Linked DNA regions of Mus musculus: regions 2 and 3 are each linked to region 1. Evidence: chromatin contacts called from public ChIA-PET and HiChIP or PLAC-seq data. All regions are on one chromosome and are shown on one strand. Each heading gives the region's core, a stretch centred on a gene start, on an enhancer-like site or on the middle of the called end of the contact. The rest is flanking DNA. Distances are from core to core; before and after follow the strand shown.

Region 1 (3,592 bases), core at 492-2,991:
AATTAAGTAAGAGATGATGATCAATATCCTTATTTTACAGGTGGATAAATGAGTTTGAATTATATGACCATAATATAAGGGTCATGTGGATTGTTCCACACCAGGAATATATTTCTGGAAGGTAGGATTACAATCTGACTCCCCACATACAGTCCACAGTTTTGTTTGACAATTTATTTATTGTTAAATGAACATTTTTATGTTACAGGTGTAAATCTGAACTGAAAATATAAAAATTCATACTGTCTTTGAACTGTAAAAACTGTGTACATTACACCTATAGTTAAATGGGCTATTCTCTCTTCAGTTAAATTATCTAACAATTTCAATTCCAAGTTAAAAAGATTTTTTCCCACTAGATTTTTTTTTATTATCTCACTCACCCAATGACTGACCTATATCTGTCAGAAAGTAGAACATATTTTTATTTTTAAGTCAGCAATAACCAGATATTCAAACTTAGTTTGCTGAGCACATTATTCTGTAAGGCCAGGCATAACTACTGACACACTTTTCCAAAGGCATGGCAACCTAGAAGAGGTAAATAAGAAAATGGTTGGGCATCAGGTGATATAACAGCTGAAGACTCTTCCCAGCATGTCCCTTTGGTCCTAAGAACTATTACCTAAAATAGTAAATTTTAAATTCTGATTTTGCCTAAGTTACCTGTCAGCTTGTGCAAAATGGCTTCTCTGAGATTGTGATTCAAACGGCCAGGGGCACAACACTAGGATTTGTATCTTAAGAAGCCCTTTCAAGTTATACTGTGCAGAGAAGACCTTCTAGCACATTCCAGGAGCACCGAGAACCTTTTGAACCTGTCAAGAATTTGCATCCAAACTGTCAATTTGCAGGGGGCCTCAGTAGTCCGGGAAGCAGATTCCCGGGTAGGGATCACCCCCTCAAAGAGAGGACTGCTTTCCACCCCAGGAATAAACGAGGGAAGCAGAGAACAGAATCGAGTCACCCGGACGGCTGGCACACCTGAACCTTAGTCGTGCTTTTGTGATCTCTGCACCCCGTTCCCTTGTCAGGGGCATTCGCATTCCGCCACAGCCTTCCCTCCTCCATCCGGTGACACAGGGTCACGTAAGGTCTGCGCAAACCCCGGGTGGCGCCCGGGAAGGCCAGGCCGAGGTGCCCGAGCGCTGCGCCCTGCCTCACCTCCCACCTTCTTGTGACCTTGTCCAGACTCCTAGACCCGTGCGATCGCGCTCCCTCTCCCTCTCCTCCCACTGCTCCCGGGATCCCCGAAGCTGGCACCAGCCCGGTCCCCGTTTGCCATCGTTGCCTCCTCCGCGACTCTCGTTCCCTCGGCCACGATCCGCTCCAGAAGCTCCGGCCTCCTTCCTCCGGCTCCACATGCACTGGCCGACGGGGACCCCAAGTCCTCCGCCCACCCGAGGGACCCCCCGCCCCGCAGCCCTCGCCTCCCGCCCGGCTCCCGCTTCACTCACCGAGACGCGGGGTCCCTTCCAGTCCTGCCGGTTTCTGGCCGCCACCCGAGTGCGAGAACACCGGCTTCGCCTGCTGCGGCCACTGCTCGCCCCAGCCAATCAGAAGCCAGCAGCCGGCGAGGCCGGGCCAGAGACTCCCTTTACGTGCGAGGGGCGGTGGGCGTGGTCACTTGTAGCGCGGCGCCCATTGGCTGGGGGGCCGGCCCGGTTCGTGGCGGCGCGCGCTGTTCGTGTCAGACGTGAGGCCTGGGCGGCAGTGCTGGCGCGGTGCCGCCTGGCGGCCGCTGCCTCCCAACCCCAATTGCCTCGAGGTTCTCGCGACCGGTTCGCTGGGCTCCGCGAACGCCACGCACGCAGGCTAGACCGGCTTAGGTGAGCCGAGCGGCCCGCCCGAGCGGGAGCATGCGCCGTCGGGGCGCCTTTGGGTCCCTCCCCGGAGCTGGTGGTGGCCGGAGAGCAGTGACCTCACACATGCCTGGGGAGGAGTCTGATGGGGCAGGCAGCTTCCGGGGCGGGGCTTCGTGTGGGCTCCGGGGATGGCAGACACCGACAGCCCCACTATGGGACGTGTCTGTCCAAGACTCTCAGCGTAGCAGAACATGGCGGCCTCTGAGAGAGGTAGGCTACTGGTAGGTACTCAACTTTGAGTGACTTCAGGGAGAGGAACAATTGTCTCCTCACCCCGAATAGAGCACCAACCACGGACAAGAGAAAGGATTCCGTCTTGTCTACCCTGCCCACCCCTTGCCCCGCCAGAGGCAGCTCTGCAGAGGGCTTCTTCCCCCTTTGTGCACCGATTATATAAACTGGCAAGAGGAACCACAGTGAATCGGCTAACTTTCTAACTTCCCCATACCTCAATGTTTCTTTTCTTTGTAAACTAATTTTATTACATTTACTTGTGTGAACATTTGCTGAGGTCAGAGGACAACCTTCACCAGTCACCTCCTAATGTCTGGACCCTGGGGCTAGAACTCTGATTGTGGGATTTGGTGGCCTTTACCCAGTGAACCATCTTGTTGGGCCCTCAATACGTTTCTTGAATTTCCTGAAGGCTGGTGTAGTCTTATGAGCCACCTTCCAATAACTACATAACAGGTGTCATGACTGAATATTAAAATTTTGTATTACCATTTTATTTATTGTGGGGAGGGGCACATGTGCTATGGCAAATGTGTGGAGAGCAGAGGACAACATGAAGGGACCTGTTGTTTCCTTTGCCCACAGGTTCCAAGGATCAAACACAGGTTAAAAATTATTTGAGTTAAGTCATATGTAGGAAACATTCCATGTTATACATGATAAAACTCTATGCCTGTGGCTGGAGAGTTGTCCCAGTGATTTAAAGGCACTTGTTACTCTTCTTACAAGAGGATCCAGGTTCAGTTCCTGACACTCAACGTGAGGCTCCCAACCATCCCAACTCAGTGGAACTCAAACCCTCTTTTGACTGCTTCAGGCACCAGGCATGTATATATGATGCACATACATGTATACATGCAGGCAAGATACACATATTTTTAAAATAAAACTTTTATGGTGGTGCACACCTTTAATCCTAGTATTTAGGAGGGAGGCAGGTGGATCTCAGAGTTCAAGTCCTTCCTTGTCTACAGTACAAGTTCCAGGACAGCCAGGACTACACAGAGAAGCCCTGGTTCAAAGAACAAAAATGAAATAAAGCTTTCCATACCTTGGATATGTGGCAGCTTTGTGTCTTTGAAAGTATGTTCTTTGTATGGGTGTGCTAAACACAGCTTTGCTGAGCAGGAGTCAGTGGTGGTAAACGAAGAAAGACCTGACTAGAGAAAGCATGTTCCATAGGAGATCGGCAGTGCCCTGCTCTGAGTTTCTGCTGAGGCTGACTGAGCCTTGCCTGGAGTAACTGTTTTCTACACCAACACTTTGTTCAATTTCTAAAATCTCTTGCTAAGGCAGGATGCTTACCTGGGTAAGTAGATAACCACCAGATGTTGGACATACAGCTTATCACAAAGAACATTCAACTGTGCTGCACAGACCACAAGACATGGATGTATATACACCAATGAAAAAGCACCGTCTTATGAAGTCATCAGATTAAATCAGAACACTTGGACATACCAAAACCATATCAGAGAAACCAGGCCCACAAG
Region 2 (3,592 bases), core at 636-3,135, 180 kb before region 1:
GAACACCCTTATCCAGAAAGACAGTCCATCTAGAACTTACCTTCTGTCGAGCACAAGGATGAGGAGGATGGGTCACGAGGTCACCCTGTCAATGTCCACACAGGACCTAAGGGATAATGGGTGTCAAGAGGAGGAATTCAACTTGACATAAACTAGAGACACACAGGAAGAGAAAGTCTCAACTGAGAAACTGCCTCCATCAGATTGGAGCTGCCTCCATCAGATTAGAACTGCCTCCATCAGATTGCCGTCGAGCATGCATGCCTGTGGGGGCATTGTTTTGATGGAGGAGGATCTAGTCCACCCATGGTCACCCCTGGGCCTGTGGGCCTAGGTTGTGTACAGAAGCTAGCTGAGCAGAGGCAGGAGCAAGCCAGTGACATCATTCCTCCATGGTCTCTGTTTCAGTTCCTGCCTCCGATTCCCTCAGTGATACATTTTAAAGTGTTGATTTGATTTGGGTAAAGTGTTTTGTCACAACCACAGAAAGCAAACTAGGACAGACAAGCTTCCATAAAGCAAGTTGATTCATTTTTTAAATCTAGCTCGGTCTCCTTTTGTGGCTCTCTGGGGACATGTGTGGTCTTTGGCTGCCTTCACTTGAGTTGCTTGGTTTATGTGCCTTAGAGCTGAAGACACGGAGCCAGCCATGGCTCAGGGCGGGGACAGGCTTTGGGCATTTTATGCAGAATGAGAGGCAATGGTTGGGGGCAGGTCAGGGAACACTTCTAGACTTGTGGACGGCGCCCCCAACCCCAGAAAATCCCTTCCAATTTCCCTGTTGCTCATCTATTAAACTAGTAGCAAGAAAGCTCTGTGACCAGCCAGAGCCTGCCAGTGGCCACCATACAGCAGCAAGAACTGTCTTCCCCTTCCTGGGGCCATCCAGTCATCGCCAAAGCTTCTCTCTAGGAGAATCCAGGATGCAGAATCTGGGAGGCGTTCCTGGAGCCTTCCAGACCTGACCGCACACAGGACCACAGAGGGGTCTGGAGAAAAGGCAGGATGCCGCAGTGTGGTGGCTTTACAGTACACATACTCCACAGGGAAGTGAGGAAGGTCTATGGCCAGGAAGCAGGAGCGAAGGTTGGAAGTGGAGAAAGACTAACGGAGCCGGCCACCCATAGAGCGACTGGGATTCTGAGGAGCTGGCAGAGCATGCCTGAGGGGCAGAAAAGAAGTGTCAGCCATGACTGTCTTTGCCGTTGCCCAAGGTTCGATTAATTACTCCACTGTTGCTGCAGTAAAACAGATGACCAAAGTAACTTAACGAGGGAGAGAGCCTGGCTTGATGTTTTAGAAGGGAGGAGAGGAGGCTGGAGAGACAGACAGCTCAGCAGTTAAGAACACTTGCTCAGAAGAGGTCCTGCGTTCAGTCCCCAGCACTCACACAGGCTGCTCACAGCTGCCTGTAAGTCCAGTTCTAAGGAGATTTGATGCCCTTTTCTGGTCTCCGCAGGTATCTACGCACACGTGGGATTCACTTAGACACACATATACATAACTAAATCACGTAAAAATATTTTTAAGGGGCTGGAGAGATGGCTCAGAGGTTAAGAGCACTGACTGCTCTTCCAGAGGTCCTGAGTTCAATCCCCAGCAACCACATGGTGGCTCACAACCATCTGAAATGGGATCCAATGTCCTCTTCTGGTGTGTCTGAAGACAGCAACAGTGTACTCATATAAATAAAAATAAATAAATCTTTTAAAAAATATATTTTTAAAATAAGAAATAGAGTTTATCACATCCGGGAAGGCATGAGGACTGGAGCGGGAGGCAGTTGGTTGTTAATCACGAGGAAGCAAAGAGATGACAGGAAGTGGTGCAAGGTTTCAACCCACAAGTGTCACCCCCTGTGACCCACTTCCTCCCAAGAGGCCCTACTTCTTAAACACCTTCCAAACAGTGTCATCAGCTGGGGACAAAGTGCTCAAATGCACAAGGCTCTGGAGGACAGTTCATGGTCAAGCGAGCACCGCCTGCACAAGAGGCTGGCGGGTCCCTCCTGGCGCCTGATGCTCTCCACATGGCATTGCTGTGGAAACTGAAGGAAGAGGTGGGTAGGTGGACACGAGGCAGAGCCCGTTGAGGTGTCTGTCTAAACAGAAAAGAACCTGGCACTGAGTAAGGGGTCTTTGAGGGCATTCACCAGCCTTTGTATACAAGATTGTGGCCGTAAGCAGGGCAGTGGTGGCGCACGCCTTTAATCCCAGCCCCTGGGAGGCAGAGGCAGGCGGATTTCTGAGTTCGAGGCCAGCCTGGTCTACATACAGAGTGAGTTCCAGGACAGCCAGGGCTACACAGAGAAACCCTGTCTCAAAAAAAAAAAAAAAAAAAAGCAACCCCCCCCCCAAATTGTGGCCATTAATCACAGCCTGTTCTTTTGACAGGCTCTGGCTGAGCCACCTCCTCTGGGGAACTCCAGTTCCCCTCAGTCTCGGCCTTGCCTCTTTCTATAACCAGGTGTGAGCTGTTTTACCACAGCTTCTAGAGTGGACCCCACCATGCACCAGGTAGCTCCTGCATGAACCTACAAGACCCAGTTTGCTCATGCGCTGTGGCTGTCTGGAGGCTCCAGGCCTCTGGGGCTCCTCTGGGGCTCCTCTGGGGGCTGATGGGCCAGATGATGTTCATGGAGCCAGGCTTTTCCTCCTTTTCTCTCTTTTTAAGGGGACGGGGGGTGGGGATCAGAAAGATCTTATGTAACCCAGGCTGGCCTTGAACTCACTACGTATGAGGTCGACCTTGAACCTCCTGCTTCTATCTCCAGGGTGCTAACTAATATAACAGGTGTGCACCACCACGCCCTGTGTATGCTGTGGTGGGAATCAAACTCAGGGCTTCAGGCATGCTAGGCAAACATGTCTACCAACTGAGCTGCCTCCTCCCACCATTTACAAAATCTTAATATGAACTTTTTGGAAAGGGGATCTGACTAGGCAGCCAAGGTTAGCCTTGACCTTGAATCATCATGCCCAGCTTCCCAAGAGCTAGGCTTTCTGTGGTGCACCAAACTTACCTTCACTCAAATCCTCTTCTATTCAATCTGTAGCTTCCTTTGTCCCTGGAGGCTGCTGGGCTGGAGGAGGGGCTCTTGTTTTGATGGGGAGCGGGGGATGGGGTGGGGAGGGGGCAATACTCCTCTTTATTGGTTTTCAGTTCCCCCCTCAAGATGTTCCAGGTCATGAGACAGGGTGGCCTGTGTCGGAGTTCCCTCTTTCCTTCCCGGCAGTTCTGCACCATCTTTTCCCCACGTCTTCTGGAGATAGAAGTCCCCCTTCCTACCTTTCCCTGGGGACAGAAAAGGGCAGTGGCTTTCAAGATTGAGGATTTAGAATCCCAGCTCTGACTCTGTCATGCCATGCTTTCACATACATTCAGCAGCGTCATGGTGTTAGGGGACATCGTTCATGATGACAGTGAAGTCAGGGAAGGATGCATGCGATGCAGCTGGTGACATGCGTAGAGATGGATGCTGGTGCCCAGCTTGCTTTCTCCTCTTTACTCAGCCTGAGACCCCAGCCCATGGGATGGAGGAATCCACACTCAAAGGACTTGCGTGGGCTTTCCATTCTCAGTTAATCCTGTC
Region 3 (3,592 bases), core at 304-2,803, 160 kb after region 1:
TTGTGCCTCTGGGACTCTGCTTCCTTCTCTGCTTGTTTGAGGTTGCACGGGCTTTCTGCTTATTTGAGGTTGCACTAGTTAATTTTTGACAACTTGACACAAACTAGAGTCACCTGGGAAGAAGGAACTTTGTTGAGGAATTGCCTCCATCAAAGGCAGGTGCCTTTGGCTTGTCTGTGGGCAATTTCTTGATTGCTAGTTGGGGTGAGAGGGTCCAGCACAGTGGGCAGTGCCATCCCTATGCAGTTAGGTCTGGGCTGTGTGAAAAGCAGCCGAGAAATCCATAGAGAGCAAGCCAGTAAGCAATCATTTCTCCATGGGCCCTGCTTCAATTTCTTCCCTGGTCTGGTGGACTGGATATAACCTGTAAGGCAAACAAACCCTTTTCCCTCCTGTTTACTTTTTATCCATATTTTATCCCAGCAACAAAAAGCAAACTGGGACAGAAATTGGTATCAGAGAGTGGGGTATCGTCGTGATAGGCCATTTCAGAGCCTTGGGCTAGGGGAGGCCACTGAGAGCTCAAATCTTCATGAGCTTATGGAGGAAGTCAGTACACAGCATCCCCTGTGGTCTCCGCTTCAGGTCCTGCCCTGAGCGCCTGGCTTCCTGATGACACGTTAGCTGGGATTGTAAGATGGAATAAACATTTTTCTCTCCTTTTCAAGTTTCTTTCCAAAATCAAGTTGATTTTGGTCAGTGTTTTATAACAGCCACAGAAAGCAAACTAGGACATAAGCTTTCTGATTCTTTTACATGCTATGCTCTTCCATCACAAATAACAGCGTATTAAGATTCACGAAGGTAAGTCGGGAAAGAACCAATACCAGGCAAGAGCTGTGGGATGCTGGGTGCTTGACAAGAGGAGCTTAAGACGACCTCAGCAAAGTCAGCTGGATCCCTTCCCTGCCCAGAGCCCTTCTGTTGCTGTGTCCTCTGACCTTTGGGTGACATTACCAGCCTCCCCTCTAACCTCTAACCTCTAACCTCTAACCTCTAACCTCTAACCTCTAACCTCTAACCTCTAACCTCTAACCTCTGTTCTGAGTTTCACTCTCTGGGCTGCTTCTCAGCAAAGCATACTCTGGAAACTCCTCTTGTGGGGTTTTTATGGAAGGAGCCTACGCTGCTTCCAGAATTCCTCCAAGGACTCAGCCCCAGTTGCTCACAGTGGCTGTTCTTTTAATATCATGTCTCCCCTCTTCTTCCTTTTTTTCCCCTCCGGTTCCCTTCTTCTTTTCCTTCTCTCCTCTCCCCTCCCCTCCCCTCCCTTCCCTTCCCTTTTCTTCTTTTTCTCTCCCTCTCCTCCCCTTCCTTCTCTCCCTTCCTTCCCCCTTTCTCTTCCCTCCCCTCCCCTTCCCTTTCTCTCTTCCCCTTCCCCTTCTCCTCTCTTTCCCTCCCCTCCCTCCCCCTCCTCTCCCTTCCTTTCCCTTCCCTTCTTCATTTTTCCCAGGGAAAAACCTTGCAGGATTTTCTTTCCTGGGTCCATGATTGTCTAAACCTGACTGTGCACTATTGTAGTGAGAGGACACTTCCCTCTGGGTCCTGACAGGGGGCAGCATTTAGTTTCCTATCAGAACGAGTTGCATTCCTAGACTTGTATGTGATTCCAGCTCAAAATAAAGAAAAACATTGAAATGAGGGGTTTAATTCCCGAGAGGGACTGGAAGGCTGTGTCAGCGTTTCCATGGTGAGGGCTGTCTTCTGGGGATTTACCTTCCAGCTGTGAGAATCTGCTTTATGCTAGACTTTAAGCCTTTGGCTGCTTAAAGGCTCTATATTATTAAAGAGTCCACTTTTGACTAAGTTGAAACTGTGACTCTGTAAAGCCGACTCAGAATGTTCTCCCCTCTGCCCCTTGCCCCATTGGCTGCTGGCCACGCTCCTTGCCAAGCAGCGTGGAGACTTGGCAGAGGTGCGGCATCTGGCTCTCCTGCTGTGTGTGGTCTGAGAAGGGCTGCACTGAGGAAGAGAACCTTGGCTCTTTTGTACTGTTAAAATGACACCTCCATGGGTCCCACCCGAGTCTATCTGTAGGTGTTTCTCCATGCACAGTCACTCACTGACCCCAGGTCTTAGAATCACAGAGGAGAAGGGCAAGTGTCAGCCTGCGATGCCTCCGTGAGTATCAGAAGAAAGCCAGGTTGAGATGTTTTGTGTGAATTCCTTCTTGCAGCAAGAGCCGGTATAGTGCGAGGAAGAGAAAGGGGATCTGTCTCATCAACCAAAAGAGAGAGCAAAGCAGGCTCACTTTGAGCCGTCAGCGTCAAACACATCAAAGTCATCTCTGCTTGGTTTTAAATAAGAACACATTTGCAGACACTTTGGCATATCCTTTATTTTAAACAGAGTTACAGAGGTGGATGGAAGCCCCTCACGATAGAAGGAAGACGCTGAGAGCAGAGAGCCAACATCTGTGTTGGTGCGGAACCTGACTGGGTTCCGAGTGTCAGAAAGCACCATGGGGATTCATAACCATCTCAACTCAAGGTCTGGGGACCCATTGTCCTCTCCTGACCTGTGCGTGGACCAGGCATGACAGCAGCGCACATACATACACATGGGCAAAACACATACAAATTAAAATTTAATATAAAAATCTAATAACATTATTAGAAATAATATTTATAAAGTTACATGGGAAAACATTGATACAAACAAGGTTGGCCAAAAATTTATGATGAAGAAAAAGCTTTGACATCATCTGGGGATCTAAAAAGTCATGATTTGCAGAAAGGTGCCATGCCTCTGTATGTGAGTGTGTGTGTGTGTGTGTCTGTGTGTGTGTAAGAAAGAGAGAGAGAGAGAAAGAGTGTGTGTGTGAATGAATGTGTGTATGTGTATATGAGTGTGTATAAGAGTGTGAATGTGAGTGTGTGTATTTGTGTGTGAGTATGAGTGTGTCTGTGAGTGAGTGAGTAAGTGAGTGAGTGTATGTGTGTAAGCCATATGTTTCTATGAAACTTTTCACAAGCAAAAGGGGAAAGCTTAAGCAAAAGACACACCTCAGGCCACACAGAGCCTCTGGACAACTATAAAGGACCTGCGGGCTCACCACACTCAAAGCAATCACTGTCTCATTAGCTGACAGCTGAGTGGAGCCAGCAGAATCTCCTGTGGCCTTCACTACAGGAAGTACAGACTACCTCAGTAATCTACTGGGGCCACAAGACACAGACAGCAGCAGCAGCCACAAAATCAGCAGTAGCAATAAGAAGCCCTAGAAAGACGGCTCAGTGGTTAAGGGCACTGGCTGCTCATACAGAGGACCTGAGTTCAGTTCCCGACTCTAACTACACTTCCATGGATGTAATGCCCTCTCCTGGCCTCTGCCGGTGCACATGTACACATATATGCATGCAGGCAAAACACCCAACACATGTAATAAAAAATAAATGTTTTAAAAGGAGCTCTGAAAGTGGAAGGATCTGTGTAGTTGCCGTTGCTCCACATTGTATTACCTACTCCAGTGTTTCATGAGACAAACAAAGAAACATTAAAATATGGTAAATTCGGGAGGGGGCACATGATCAATGGAGAGTACTACAGAAGTCATACATTGAATTTTTAGATGAAGACTCTAAATAAGCTT

Evidence for each region. ChIA-PET counts read pairs in DNA pulled down with a chosen protein or histone mark. HiChIP or PLAC-seq counts read pairs in DNA pulled down with a chosen protein or histone mark.
Region 2: an RNA polymerase II ChIA-PET map of effector CD8 T cells shows a contact between it and region 1, with 29 read pairs. The contact joins the enhancer-like site here to the promoter of Higd1a in region 1. A contact is called at or near these places in 2 of 39 promoter capture datasets (the C10 cell line and pre-B cells), 2 of 484 Hi-C or Micro-C datasets (CD4 T cells and regulatory T cells), 3 of 115 datasets of contacts at active chromatin or transcription factors (effector CD8 T cells, pro-B cells and thymic regulatory T cells) and 3 of 9 other capture datasets (adipose tissue, liver and pancreatic islet).
Region 3: a contact with region 1 is called in an H3K27ac HiChIP or PLAC-seq map of embryonic stem cells, with 2.2 times the contacts expected there. The contact joins the enhancer-like site here to the promoter of Higd1a in region 1. A contact is called at or near these places in 12 of 39 promoter capture datasets (the 3T3-L1 cell line, 3T3-L1-derived adipocytes, the C10 cell line and 7 more), 3 of 15 datasets of contacts at CTCF or cohesin (the G1E-ER4 cell line, large pre-B cells and pro-B cells), 10 of 484 Hi-C or Micro-C datasets (the 3T3-L1 cell line, the C10 cell line, the N1E-115 cell line and 5 more), 9 of 115 datasets of contacts at active chromatin or transcription factors (the 230-238 cell line, T-cell acute lymphoblastic leukemia, embryonic stem cells and 3 more) and 1 of 9 other capture datasets (embryonic stem cells).

What each region holds. Positions count from the first base shown.
Region 1 is chr9:121,856,055-121,859,646 of GRCm38.p6, forward strand. Higd1a (HIG1 domain family, member 1A) reads right to left here and starts at 1,742. Exons shown (of 4, transcript NM_019814.5): 1 at 1,458-1,742. Gm47112 (predicted gene, 47112) reads left to right here and starts at 1,693. Exons shown (of 1, transcript NR_168944.1): 1 at 1,693-3,154.
Region 2 is chr9:121,673,291-121,676,882 of GRCm38.p6, forward strand. No RefSeq gene overlaps it. Among named protein-coding and RNA genes, the nearest start is that of Sec22c, 30 kb to the right of the region's middle. Within about 2 kb of position 1,886, at least 84 of the 459 cell types and tissues checked have an H3K27ac peak or open chromatin away from gene starts, as enhancers often do. A contact at or near this core is called in effector CD8 T cells, pre-B cells, pro-B cells and 2 more, where this site is marked.
Region 3 is chr9:122,017,323-122,020,914 of GRCm38.p6, forward strand. No RefSeq gene overlaps it. Among named protein-coding and RNA genes, the nearest start is that of Pomgnt2, 23 kb to the left of the region's middle. Within about 2 kb of position 1,554, at least 82 of the 459 cell types and tissues checked have an H3K27ac peak or open chromatin away from gene starts, as enhancers often do. A contact at or near this core is called in 3T3-L1-derived adipocytes, the N1E-115 cell line and neural stem cells, where this site is marked.